Linked DNA regions of Sus scrofa: region 1 is linked to region 2. The links are chromatin contacts, called in public promoter capture Hi-C maps. All regions are on one chromosome and are shown on one strand. The core of a region is the stretch at or near the end of the contact, and the rest is flanking DNA. Distances in the headings are between cores, read along the strand shown. Region 1 holds the start of F3 (coagulation factor III, tissue factor). Region 2 overlaps ALG14 (UDP-N-acetylglucosamine transferase subunit ALG14 homolog).

The links. Promoter capture Hi-C pulls out the DNA fragments that hold promoters and counts their contacts.
Region 1: a promoter capture Hi-C map of liver shows a contact between it and region 2, with 2.9 times the contacts expected there. The contact joins the promoter of F3 here to the enhancer-like site in region 2. A contact is called at or near these places in 2 of 5 promoter capture datasets (fetal skeletal muscle and liver) and 7 of 47 Hi-C or Micro-C datasets (adipocytes, embryonic fibroblasts, epiblast stem cells and 4 more).

What each region holds. Positions count from the first base shown.
Region 1 is chr4:122,824,770-122,831,249 of Sscrofa11.1, forward strand. It overlaps F3 (coagulation factor III, tissue factor), which reads left to right and starts at 2,249. Exons shown (of 8, transcript NM_213785.1): 1 at 2,249-2,467; 2 at 3,482-3,593. The coding sequence starts at 2,368.
Region 2 is chr4:122,366,168-122,373,344 of Sscrofa11.1, forward strand. The region is part of intron 2 of ALG14 (UDP-N-acetylglucosamine transferase subunit ALG14 homolog); the gene reads left to right. Among named protein-coding and RNA genes, the nearest start is that of ALG14, 26 kb to the left of the region's middle. Within about 2 kb of position 3,889, at least 37 of the 83 cell types and tissues checked have an H3K27ac peak or open chromatin away from gene starts, as enhancers often do. A contact at or near this core is called in epiblast stem cells, liver and retroperitoneal adipose tissue, where this site is marked.

The sequences.
Region 1 (6,480 bases), core at 999-3,498, 460 kb after region 2:
TGCCTCGCATAGGGAGAGAAAGCACCCTCTTGGAAGGACAGCTCTGGGGCAAAAAATGACATCTGCATCATGAGATCCCACTGGGGCCAGCTGAGGGCAGGAGCCTCTGTGAAGGCATGGCCGCCAGGTCCCCCCAAGTCCTCTGATATTTCATAAGATCTCATGAAAAGCGGATTGGTCAGAGAAGCTTGATCAGCGCTACAGCTTAGGAACTTCGGCAACTTCGCAATGTCTCCGAGATGCATCATAACAGGAGGGAGCTCTGGTAACTGCTGAGCTTTACTGAAAGGGGTCGAAAAATTGTTTTAACAATCCATTTGTTTTCTGGGCAAAAAAAAAAAAAAAAAATCAACGGTGAAATTTTAGGAATATACTTAAGTTGTGCCAATTATCACTTGAAATCAGCTGGCTACAGTCTGCTCAAGCAGAAAAAAACCTTACCGTGTTATTTACCACAGCTGGTTTTCTTCCTCTTCTTTTTGAAAATGGTAACATGTTTTAGCATTTTTCAAATCTTGAAGAATGTCATTCTATATTTACTCCAGCCTATGCCACCACCCAACAAACTCCTGTCTTCCCTGCCTGGTAACTTTAGTGAATACGCAAAATGAATGTTTGTGTACTTTAGCAACACCTTTTTGTCACAATATAATGTTAAATGTTAAATGTATTTGTATCAAGTTGGTGATTCTGACATTGCTTAAAGCCCTTAATAATTTCAGGTCAGTGGCTGCAGATGGAAAAATGTAGTCCGCAGACAGAGCAACACTTCCTTGGGTCTTGCAAGGCACTTGATCCAGGTGTAACATTTTCTCCCAGCTATCTTCAACTCCTGATTACAATCACCACCCAGACAGGGCTGAGATCTGTTAAGGAAAATGACTCGGGCCAGAGACTGCAAAAAAAGAGGATTGCATGGCGTAGTTTTGCAAATATAAACTTTGTGGGGTTTAGAATCGGAAGAGGGCTCAAAGAGGAAACCAGCAAGCACAGCTTTCAGCTTCCAGGAAAGAAAGACTCCCAGAGCTAAACCTGGATGTGCTATTTCAGTTCAAGCAAAGGGGGGAAATTAAATTTCAAAAAGTATTATTTCTTTTAAAATGAGTGTAATGCTATGGCTCAGGAGGCTATATGGAAACATGCAGAGAGCAGGCACTAAAATGCAAGGCTCATTTCCCAAGGGGAAAAAATAGGAGACTCCACTCCTCCCTAAAAACTCCCCAGTCTGCCTTGGAGACAACTACAGAGTAAAGAATAATGGGAAGGACTTTGACAAAACCAGGTACTACGCTATTCAGTAAAACAAAAGAGCTTTATTCTTTTATTCTCCCGACAACTTTACAGCAAAGCCCAGAAGAGGAAGCCAGAAAATTCCGAAGAACCAACGCTGAAGTCTGATTTTATTTTTTAATTTCATTTTTGGTTTCTTTATATTTGAGCGGAACTAACTCAACCCCCCAAAACGTCTTCAACGTGAGAACAATCCTTTCTGAAACCACAGGGCGGCAGATGTCACGCTGGGATTCTCCCAGAGGCACACTGCCAGATCTGGGGGCAGCTCTTCTTCGATCACTAACCCAAGATGGGCTGGGCCGGGCCTGGGTTGGGTGACCTTGGAACCTGTAAAACACCTGCAGAGACCTACGCTAAGGGCCCCGGGAGGTAGGCAGCCCGGGTATTGTCGCCTTCGGGGTAGAAGATGAACCCGCAGCTGGGAGAAGGCTCTGCTTCTCTGCACGCTCTTACTTGGCTGTCGATTCCAAGGCTGAGCCCCACGTAGGCAAAGCGCCGGGAACTGTTCCGCGTTGCCCGAACCCAGCCCGGAGCGGGTACTTTCTTACTAAAGTCGGTAAGTGCTGCGCCCCCGCCCGCCCAGACACCGCACCGCCAAACCGAAGCGGGGACGGCTTCCCTCCACCTCGAGGACTCTTTTCCACCGCCCCCTTCTTCCCCACAGACCTGCCGCCCACCCAGGCCTGGGTGCCCCGGGGGCTGGACGGCTGGGGGCCCGGTTCCGCTCAGCACCTGGAGCCGCCGAAGGGAACCAGCGCTCGGCGGCGGGTTGAATCACGGGTGAATCAGCCCTTGCAGGCTCTTGGAGTTTCCTACGGGAGGGGGCGGGACCAGGGCGGGGCCTCGCCGGGGCCCGCCCACCGGGCGTCGGGAGCCGGGCTGGGGGCGGGGCGGCGGGAGGAGCGGCGGGGGCGTGCGCGCGGCTCTTTAAAGCGCGCGGGGCCCGGGCTCCCGCAGACGCAGGGCTCACCGCGCCCCTCCCGCTCCAACCGGAGACCCCAGGCGCCGCCAGCCCACCACCCCAGCCTCCCGGGCGCCGTGGAATCCTCCCGACCTCGCGGCCAACTCTTGGACATGGCGACCCCCACCGGACCCCCGGTGTCCTGTCCCAAGGCCGCCGTTGCTCGCGCGCTCCTGCTTGGCTGGGTCCTCGTCCAGGTGGCTGGAGCCACAGGTGAGTGGCACCCGCCCCTTGAAGCCCTGGGGCGCTCTACTGGGAGGAGGGGGAACAGTCCTGCCTGGCAGTGGCTCACTCCGCTGCCCCAGGACCCCCGAGGACCCGCTGGCACTTCTGCTAGTGGGTTTGAGGCTCTCGCTTTAAGTTTAGGGAAGGAGCTTCCCAGGGAGCCGCCGCCGTGAAGGTTGTGGGCCGTGGGGTCCGCACCTGCAGTGTTTCAGTATTATCCTTCATTACCTATGCACTGCCCGTACTAAAAAGCGGCCCTCGGGCTTGTTCGTCTGTATTACATGGGGTTCGAGGCAATCCTGTTGCAAAATGTCGCTTGGATTGGAGCAGGCACCACATCATGCATGCCCTCTAAGCCTGGTCTGGGGGGGGCAGGGGCTGGGGCGCAGGGCAGAGACTGACCCGCTGAGAACTGGCCAAGCAGGCCTTAGTAATAAAGCATCCTAACCGATTTCATGGGACAGGCATAGCAACTCTGCCTGGGTGTCCGTGGAAGTTTCAGTATGGACACATTTTAGATAAAAGTGAAAAAAGTCAAGCTTTGGCTTCTTTAGTGTATGCATTCTTAATTTCCCTCACACACATGGGCTTTGCCTGTTACCATAATTTACCGAAAACCTAATGAGTTCATCCTGGAGACCTGCCCTTCCCTGTCGCCCTTCCCTAGCTGGGCCATGGGCAGCCTGGGCCAATGAGGACTGCTGGGCTGTGCTTCCAGGTCACTGTCACAGGGCATTTTCCCTGTGAATAATTTCAAACAAGGATTTCAAGATCCTTGTGTGTTTCCTGAGATTACCAGGTCATTCTTGCTGAGGGGAAATTCTGGGTTTCGGAAAAAAATGCAGATTTGTCTCACGGTAATTCAGTTAAAGCTTTTGTGGTTGGGAAATAATTAAGGAGGTTTGTGATGTCGGGTGTAGGACGATGTTTTCTGCTATCGACCCAAAATCGTGTGCTGAGACATTCATGTAAACTGAATAGCTGTTTCTCTGTTGTTTAAAGGCACTACAGATGTAATTGTAGCATATAACTTAACTTGGAAGTCAACTAATTTCAAGACCATTTTGGAGTGGGAACCCAAACCCATTAATTATGTCTACACTGTTCAGATAAGGTAAGCTAGGTACCAAAAAAAAAAAAAAAAACCCAAAAAAAACTGTTTCCACTTTGCTGTGCTCAATATGGTTGTCTTTAAAGCTGATTAATGGATGATTTAGCCATGATGATGAAGGCATTCATGGAAATTTGCTGTCCAGAGCCATACTCTGTCAAGCCTGTGACATTTCCAGACCTTAAACTCATAGAACTTTGTCAGTTTCTGGAGATTGTGGGGCACTTCCTAAGCAGCACGTAAGCTGTGGAGAATGAACCTTCTTGAGCAGGTCCCAGTGGCACCGATAGATGTGGCTCTGGATCGCTGGGAACTCATCTCCTCTAAGCCCACCCGTCTTTTTCTCTGCTGTCTAGACTGCGAGCCGGATCTAACATGTTGGAGAAGAGACAGGGAGGAATTCGGATGTATACATTGCCCTCAAGCAGTGTTTGATTCATTAATTTTCGGACTCGTGATTCAAAATTGGGTTGCATACATGATCTTGGAGGCGGTCAAAGTCGTGACTCAGTAACCTGGGGAGGAAAACGCCCCTGTCTGCCCCCTGCGCCAGGGCTGCTCTGCTCATCCGGCCGCCTCCCTGATGGGCAGCTGGCCCCAAGAGCTCCTCATTCAGCATATTCACCCCAGGGTGCTCTTGTCTTTCCTTGATGGGTGGCACCATATTCTTGGCAAGTTTTGGGTGTCTGAAATGTTCTGAGGCTTGGTAGCGATCTTATTAAGTAGAGGGGAACAGGTGTGGAAGTTATTTTGACCCTACTTGTAGAAAAGCACAGAAGTATCTCTTCCTAAAATGAAAGGTGCTTTGCTGTTTGTTTAGCTTGTGCCAAACCTTTTGCAGCATTCTGAATGCAGCCAAGTATCGAGTGGGTCTTTTAGGCAGATATTCTTTTTTTTTTTTTTTTTTTTCCAAAATCAACTTGATGACAACTGTTGCCAAGTCAACAGGGAAGGGAATTTGTGCGCGTGCGTGTGTGCGTGCATATATAGATATACAGATTTAAAGGAATTTCATAACTGGAGGTAATAATTACAGTGACGGTCAGACTTGTCGACTCAGATTCCACTGGTTGAGAGTCAGGAATTTCGCTCAGAGAGAGCTGAGGTTGACCTTGGTAGACACTTTCCTGCTGGGTGGTGAAAACAAGATTTTAGGAGGAATGCTTATCTCCTAAATAGATTCAGTCTTAAATATGTTTCCTCATGTTTGCTGAACTTAGGATTGGCCAGGTTTTTGTTTTTTGTTTTTTTGCCATTTCTCGGGCTGCTCCCACAGCAAATGGAGGTTCCCAGGCTAGGGGTCAAATCGGAGCTACAGCTGCTGGCGTACACCAGAGCCACAGCAATGCAGGATCCAAGCTGCATCTGTGACCTATACCACAGCTCACGGCAACGCTGGATCCTTAACCCACTGAGCAAGGTCAGGGATCAAACCTGCAGCCTCCTGGTTCCTAGTCGGATTCGTTTACCACTGTGCCACGACGGGAACTCCCATGGATTGGCCAGGTTTTTAAACATAAGCCTTTGTTAACATGAAGTTCTTGGGCTTTGCGTGGCTGCTGGTACTTAAGTGGATGTGGCCCCCGATGTGCCTGGGGGTGCCCTTAGACATGGGTGGGGGTGTTCCAGCCGAGCCATCTTCCCACGTGCCAGAGGACCTGGGAGCAGCCTCCCAGGGACCCCGCCCTCTCCCAAGACCTCCCCACGGGTGATGTGGGGTTCCCGGGCGAAAGGACCCTAGCAGTCATTTTATAGAAGAGGAAACTGGCCCCGGTGAGGTGAGAGACTGGTTCCTGACGGTCCCCATGGTGCGTGCCCATCCGGGTCTGGAACCAAGGTCTACCCAGCCCTGAGGCCACGGCCTCCTCCATGGGTCTGCCCGTCTGATGAGCAGCCCCAAAGTCAGATGGGGAAAGCAAGCCGTTCCCACTGGGAGCGACTTTCCCCTCCTGGTGTCCTGCCCTGAAGAAAGCACCTTGACCTGCTGCTCCTCACCCATCAGCCTGTCCCCAAACCCAGGGTGCCGCTGCTGTGCCTGTAGCCCTTCTTGGAGCCCCAGCTGCGTTTTTCCCTTTTGGAAGCTCTTTTCAGTGGTGTTGCAAGTGTTTCTGGCTCAGGCTTAGCACCGAACCATGCCCTGCAGTACTGACCCCGTGGAATGTTCTATATTCTAAAATTGAACTTCTAAAGTTTTTAGAAAACAGCCTGCTCCTCAGTTGCTGAGTCCAGATTCTGTTGGGATTTTTTAGTAGTTAAGGCAGAACTTCTATTATTTCTAAATCGGGAGATTTTGCAATAATACCCAGAAGAACCTCCGGAGGCGCGTTTGAAGTGTCCAGTGCTGCTAACAGCATTCAGAGGAACTTCCTGCAGAATTGCCCCTTCCCAACCTGTCCACAGCGCATTATGGCTTTAATTTGCTTGTGTTCAATTGTGCCAGGGGGCTGTGGTTCCTCCTGGGAGCTGGGAGGAACCAAATGCTATCTCTCGGGTGGAATGTAGCCAGAGCGCCCAGCCCAGCCGTGTTTCTCCTGTTATCTAAACGACTGGTTGGCTATGGATGGAGAAGAATCCTCATGTTCGCCTTCACTTTTTAAAATAGAAATGATGTGACTTTTTACAGTGCATTTCAGCCATTCTGGAATGAATACTGGATCTCTACTTTTATCACAGAAAACTCGAGAAATCTAAGAGTGTCTGAACTGATGTTTCTGCATCCATCTTAGTTTATGGATTTAAGGACCAAGAGTGGGTTACCCACACCCTCTTAGCCCAGTTAGTCAGTTCAGACTTTTAAGAAATACTTATTTATGGTCTTGCGCCTGGATTTAGACAAATGGAATCCACATGACAGCTTGTTGTCCCCCATTCAACCTGTAAATGTCAACAG
Region 2 (7,177 bases), core at 2,639-5,138:
TGGTTCTGTACAAGACACTCTGCTTATGTGGATGTATTTCAGTAGATCTGGATTGAATATGCCCCCAAATTATCTGCAGCGGGACTGTAAGTGGCTGTTTTCCTGTTTCTTTACTCTTTTCTTTCCGAATTTTTGCTTGTTCCTTAATGGAACATCTGCAGACAGTAAGGAAGTATAGAAAGGGGAAACCTGGGATCGTCCTGCGACAACTGCAGTCGCACTCTCTGGAGTCTCGCTCTGTTGGTATCGCTTGTTCCCCCCCGTGATACGTGTACTTAGCACAAAACGTTAAGATTTGGGAGTTCCCATCGTGGCGTGGCGGAAGCAAATCTGACTAGGAGCCATGAGGTTGCAGGTTCGATCCCTGGCCTCACTCAGTGGGTTAAGGATCTGGCATTGCCGTGGGCTGTGGTGTAGGTCGCAGACGTGGCTTGGATCTGGTGTTGCTGTGGCTGTGGTGTAGACCGGCAGCAACAGCTCCAATTAGACCCCTAGCCAGGGAACCTCCATGTGCCATGGGTGCAGCCCTAAAAAATAAAAGAAAAAGAAGAAACCTCACAAAATATTAGGATTACATGTAGGTATATATACAGACTCATATAAACACGAGTCGGGGAGCACAGGATGGCTCATTTATAAATCACACCTTATATATTGCCTTCAGCTTTGTTTTCATTTACCTCCTTACCTTGATAGATGTCCACGCTGGTACTCGTAGGTCTGCCTTGTACTTTTTAATGATTGGATAGTTGTCTGTAGTATTGATGTATCATTTCCCTATTGCTGTTTGCAGTTTTTCACCAAAAGGGGCAGTAAACCTGTTGGTGCCTGTGTTATATACAGTCTGCAGGTGTTCTTAGGACATTCCACACCTTCTACACGTGTGGGTGTGACCTGGGAAAAAAATGAAAAGACAGAAAGCCCAAAGTAAGTACCTTGCTGACATGAGGGAGCACGTCACCCTGTCGGCATTAGAGGGTTCTTCTAGCCTGTCGATTGGATTCCTGTTTGCGGGTGAAAGGAGTACACGCATGAAAGCGTGTCCTGTGGGGTGGAGCCACATGTAATAGACACCTGGATGCTGGTTGTCCTGTCCCTCAGTGCAGCCTTCTATGCCCCCCGACCGTACTGTGCAGAGATTTGCTCAGGCCGGCGATCCTGGATGCCTTTTGGGGCAGACCCCACGTGTCCCACAGGTGCTTTGAACGCTAGTCTTCTTGTCAGCATCTTGTTCATAGTCATGGATGCCGCATTTATTGTCCTCAAACAGTGTATTGTACAAATAACCTGTTAGTCTAACATTTGAATGAGTTCCTTGGTATGAAAAAGTATATCTGGAGCCAAAAGCCAGTCTTCATTAGAGGCATTCTTTCTCCCTAAAGTCAGAACCAAAATAAGAATATCTGCCATTAGTCATAGATTTTTTTTTTTATTTAACCGACCCACCGCCTAAGATGAAAAAGAGGTATAAATATTGAAAAAGAAGAAATAGTCATATATTCTATAAATAAGTATATCTGAGAAACAACAACAACAACACAGTTTAAAGACCATCAAATAGGAGAAGTTCAGGGAAGTACGATGTGTAAGCTGAATACGCACAGCTCAGCACCTTTCTTACGTGCAAGCTTTAACTCCAAGGAGAGAGAAGGAGAAAAGGCCCCTGAAATATCAAACCCTGGGAAACGACCAGTATGGACCCGAGAGTGAACTCTTATCGAGAGATATTAAACATGATGTGAATACATCCAGAAACCTATTTCTGCCGTATAAAAACTGAGCGATTGCCAAGTTTCCCCAATTTGGGCTGCAGTAGCAATCAGAACACTGATTCCTTTAACTTTTGTTGTTCAGGGACAAGTGTTCGCTTCCCACGTGCCCGGCATTATTACAGGTAGTGGCAATACACCAGTGAACACAACAGACAAAAAAAATTCGCGCCATCACGAGCCGGTCTCTACTCGCAATGGCTCAGAAAGACGTCCTACCGGACATAGTGAACCAGAAAACCGCACGGCTCCTTAGAAGGCAGCAGGAGGACTGCGCCGACTGGGGTGGGAATTTAGAGGGAGAGGGGAAAGTTGCTTCCTAGGGTTTTGCCGAAGGAGGGGACGCCTCCAGCGCAGGGAGCAGTCCCTGGAACTGCAGGGTGGGGCGTCCCTGGATGTCGGGGGACAGCAGGGTGTTCCGGTGGCCAGAGCAGTTAGGAGGCAGTTGAAGCCACCCAAGCAAGAGATAGTGTAGCTTGCACAGGTAGGAAGGGGGCGGGGGCATGGCTGGAGTCTGGGTGTGTTTTGAAAGTAAAGTTAATAGCATTTCCTGACAGATTGGCTTTGAGATGCGAAGAAAAGGCAGAAGTCAAGCAGAACTTTGAAGCCCTTGGTCTGAGCGGTTGTAAACAGAATGACCCTGGGGCATCTGTCAGTGGAGCATCCTCTTTCCAGCGTCTTTATAAATAGTACTTCATACCATCCGGACAAATCAACAGCCTCTGCCTTGGGTGGAGGAACCTGGACATTATCTGGGGTTCGAAAGGGCTGCCTAGGCCCTCCCTGCACTGGTTTAAAACCATTTCCTAAGTCCTGCTCGCTTTCCCTCTCTCTCTCCACCTTCCAACTCTTCAGGCTTCAGAAACAGTCCTGGAAAGTCCGCCCTGGTGTTGTAGGATTGCTGTTACTGTAGTCTTCTCTGCCGTACCCTCATGCTGCCACCAGGTGGCAGTGCACTGCTGCACACTGTGCTGTTGGGACCTGCATTACTTCTCAAGGGAGGCCTGGGAGGGAGGGTTGAGCTTTAGAACCGGGCTGATGGAATGCTTTCTAATATATATCACAGACTGATCTGGTTTGGGAAAGATGAAGAGAGATTGTCTCCAGTTCTTTTTTTAGAAACATCATGTATCCTTGCTAGGGGTGATTTGTAAGAATTTGAAAAGGCTTTTAGCAGTCTTTCCATGTGGTGTTTTTATTTAAAGACCTTATTTACCAAACACCTTGCCGAGGTTGCAGTACTGGTGTATTTGTTTTATATGTTCTTCTTGGTTCAAGACAGGTAGAACAGCTCCCTAGAAGGCTTCCTAAAAGTAAAATCCTTCATGAAAATCAAAGGTTAGTATTGAGTAGTTTCTGTACATAAAATTAGGACTATGTTTTATAGAGTACAAGTCAAAAAAAAAAAAGTACCCATTTGTCTGAAGTTTTTTGGTGCATTTGGAGAGGCAAAAGAATAAATACTGGACACCTTAGGAATTAATAAAGGTCTTACCAAGCAGTGCTAGTGAATGACGCATGCAAGAGGCACCAGGTACCTCTGGAGCCTGGAGTGTGGGGTGGGGCTGAAAAGAAGCCTCTTGGGTGAAGTCCACCTGTAGACAAGTTAGGCTCCCACCTCTCGACCTTACTCTGGTAGAAAACCCAAGACTTAACCCACTGGAAAAGTTGAATAAAGAGGTTTCGGCTTTGGAAACAAACAGGCCAAACTGCAGATGGAGTAGGACATTGCCTAGAAAGCAGAGGGCTTACGGAATGTGAATAACAACCCCTGTCCCCCAACACACACACGCTTTCCTTTCCAGTTTGCTCATACGTTTCCCCCAGGCAGGAGAGTAAAGATTGGCTTTGAGGAAACGGATTTCCTCAGGAGAATAGAACTGTAGTTTCCTACCCCCGGGATTCCCTCCAGGGGAGTTGTCAAGTCCTGGCTGTGTTCATCCTCTCGAAGCCAGCACACAGAGCTTCCTCTTCCTTTTAGTGCCTCGTCCTTTAGTAGGAACCAGGCTTTCCCAGCCTGGGTATTGTTGACATTTGGGGCAGATGCTTCTGGGGAGGCTGTCCTCTGCAGTGGGGGATGTTTAGCTGCATTTCCAGCCTCCACCACTAGAGGTCGGCAGCACCCACTTTTCTCCTCTGCCCCCCACCCCCAGTCTGGGGACCAAAATGTCTCCCGACCTTGCCGATGTCCTTGGGGGAGAAATCTCCCCTCTCTCTTGAGAGCCGCTGGTTTGCACCGGCACCCACAGACCACCAGACGTGGGAGGAAAGTCCTTAACATGGAAAGCAAAAGTAACAGGGAAAGGAACTTTGAGAAAAGGAATGGGGGTGGGGATGAAGGGAAAACACCACCTTCAGAGAAACGAGAGGACGCTGTGTCTTTAAAAAAAGCAGGAAACCTGTTTTCGGAAAACCCTCATAGAATAAGAAGGACTTTTGGCCAGTGACATTTTGCTTGTAGAAATAGAAAAGTCAAAATACTGGAAGACCATATTCAAGAGCTCTGCTGCAATTCAGAACAGAAAATAAAAGCAATAGGGAAAAGGTAGGAAAATTAATTAACTAGATGTTGGTGATATACTATTCACAAGGAACAGGGACACAGGAGAAATTAAAAAAAAAAAAAGTGAAGACTCAAGAAAAATTCCCAGAACCGGAAGGACATGACCTTCAAATTAAAGGACCATCCCCAGCCCTGTTAAACTGTAGTCAAAACAAGATAAATCGTCAGACTATTTCAGAACCAGTGACAAAGAGAGAACTTCCCAAAACGCCTGGAAAGAAAAAGAAAAGATGTCGCAGTGGATCTTGATGGCCTTCAGAGTCACGGTGGAGAAATGTCCTCAAATTGTCCCCACCCTAGCCCCTTTCGTGGAGGGTGTGCTTCACCAGGACACAGGGACCTCAAGGACAAGGTCCTGGAACCTGGGTGCCAGCTACGAGCAGCAGGGGAACTCCTGAGAGGGAAGAGGCCCACAGCTGCAGGCCTGGAGAGAGAACCGGACAGGAGCTTTGAATGCAGAGGAGGGAGAGGTCTGGGGCCAGAGTGTTGGGTGGGTGCGGGGGCTTCTCCTAAAGGGTAATGAACCAGCGTGGGGGAAAGTCAGGAGGTTAGACGTGCAGGACTTGTTCAGACAAATGGACCGTGTGTTTTGATAAGAATCACCACAGGAGATGGGAAATCAATCAATCAAACTATGCGACAAGAAATTATTTCTGTTTTATAATCCTGAGACCCTTTTAGAATGTTTCCTGGTGCAGAAAAGATATAAGTGAGCTGCTATTTTTTTGAAGGTTGTGCAAAGTGGGTGGAGGAATCATCTTTGAATTCTGAGTGATGGTTGATTTTTGTTGTTGTTTGAACATTTTCTGTGTCTTCTAAGATAAAATGATGAAAGTTGGGGGGGGGGTTGGTTGTTATTGTTTTGTTTTGTCTTGTTTTGTTGTAAGAAACCAAGCTGAGAAGAGATTAAAGCCCCAGTGGAAGTAATAATTTTCTAAATGACCCGTGTATCATCAGCACTCATATTTTGGAACAAGTGTAATTGCATTTTGGAAGCGCGTTAGTATTCATGTTACTTTAATAAACAGGGATGCATTGAGTTTGCATCTCTTAGCCCGTTTGTGTGTATGCTAGGATTTGCCTGTCAACACTTCTGAAATTAACATGATGTGCCGCTTGCCTGTAACAACACCTACGGTTTTCCACCAGGTGGGGCGCTAACTTCACCAGTGGACAAAGACCGGCTATAAAACTTGCTGAGATTTCTAAATCTAATGCTAATTCATTCACTATCTTTCTTATCTGTAATTCTCAAGCAATGCTAAAATAAGTTGGTAAACTCTGTCGTTGCAGTTGTGGGGTTTTGTTTTGGTTTCTAAATTATATATTGCAACTCATGGTTGAAGTCATTTACCGTTTTAGAGTATGACTAACGTATAAATGCACCTTTCCTCTTTTTAATGGACCTTAACTATATTCTCCTATAAGTAAAGGCAAAAAATATCTCTATTGGAAGAAGATCCTTCTAGATGAGTGAAATATCTTAGAAAGTATTTGAAATGTATGGCGCACAGAGATCCTATATGGCTACCTCAGGGAATAAGTGATTATTTTCAGAACAGGACATCAGATGGATATATACGTGGTTCTGAAGAATTCTAAATGTAGCTTCATCTCGTAAATTCCTTCCTAAATCTTACTTGTCCTATCCTCCCTCTCTGCAATAAAGGCAAATTAGGTTAAACTTTCTTTGAATCAGATTCTGAATTGATGCAATTGACATAATTGTGAATACCATATTGCAGTTATTTCAACCTTATAGTAATTTAGCCATTTTTCCTTTACCGGTAAAATTTGTGTGGGATTCTTACAGCATGCTGACCTAGTGGAATTCTTGCCATGGCACATTGGGTTAAGAATCCGACTACCAGTCACTGCTGAGGTGTGGGTTGGCATTGCTGCAACTGTGGCATGAGTTGCAACTTGGCCCAGCTTCAATCCCTGGCCCAGGAACTTCCATATGCTGTGGGTGTAGCCATAAAAAACGAAAAAACATGCAGACCTAGTAACAATTTACAATATGATGCTGCTGTTTCTCCATTTTAAAGCAAGTTAGAGAATTCTGATAACCAATGTTTTAAACATTTACATTAAGGATATATTTTATTTTATTTTATTTTGTATTTTTGCCATTTCTTGGGCCACTCTCACGGCATATGGAGGTTCCCAGGCTAGGGGTCAAGCCAGAGCAACGTGGGATCTGAGCCGCGTCTGCGACCTACACCACAGCTCATGGCAACGCCGGATCCTTAACCCACTGAGCAAGGCCAGGGATCGAACCTGCAACCTCATGGTTCCTAGTCGGATTCGTTAACCACTGTGCCACGATGGGAACTCCAAGGGTATATTTTAAAAATTCATGCTTATGTTATGGGCCCAAGCATACAGTAAGTTCTCTTTTGTTGTGGCCGTCACCAAATCAGGATGTAGCTGGTTCCTTTTATCCTTCCCTTTGCTCAGATGGAGATTCTTTGGTCCCTTTTAGCCATTAAGCCATTCATTCTGGAGCCTGTAGTTAGAGTCATGCCAGGGACACGATAATTCAGAGCCCTGCGAGGAGTGAGGCTGCTTGGTGGCGTACTTCCGGTTTGGGTCAGGATTGGTCACAGAGCTGAGCCCGAGATGGGGATGCAAGTGGACCAGTGGTGCAGAGGGCGTTCACGTGTCTTTCCAGGACGGCAGAGATGCTCGATCATGGTAGAGGGAGACGGGCCACCGAGTGACCTCTGGTGAAGGGCGATCATGATAGAGGGAAGCGGCCACGGAGTAACCTCTGGTCAAGGGGCCGTAGGCCCCAGGCCAGGTCCTGCTCAGAACCAGCCCTGTCACCCTGGGGGAGTTGGCA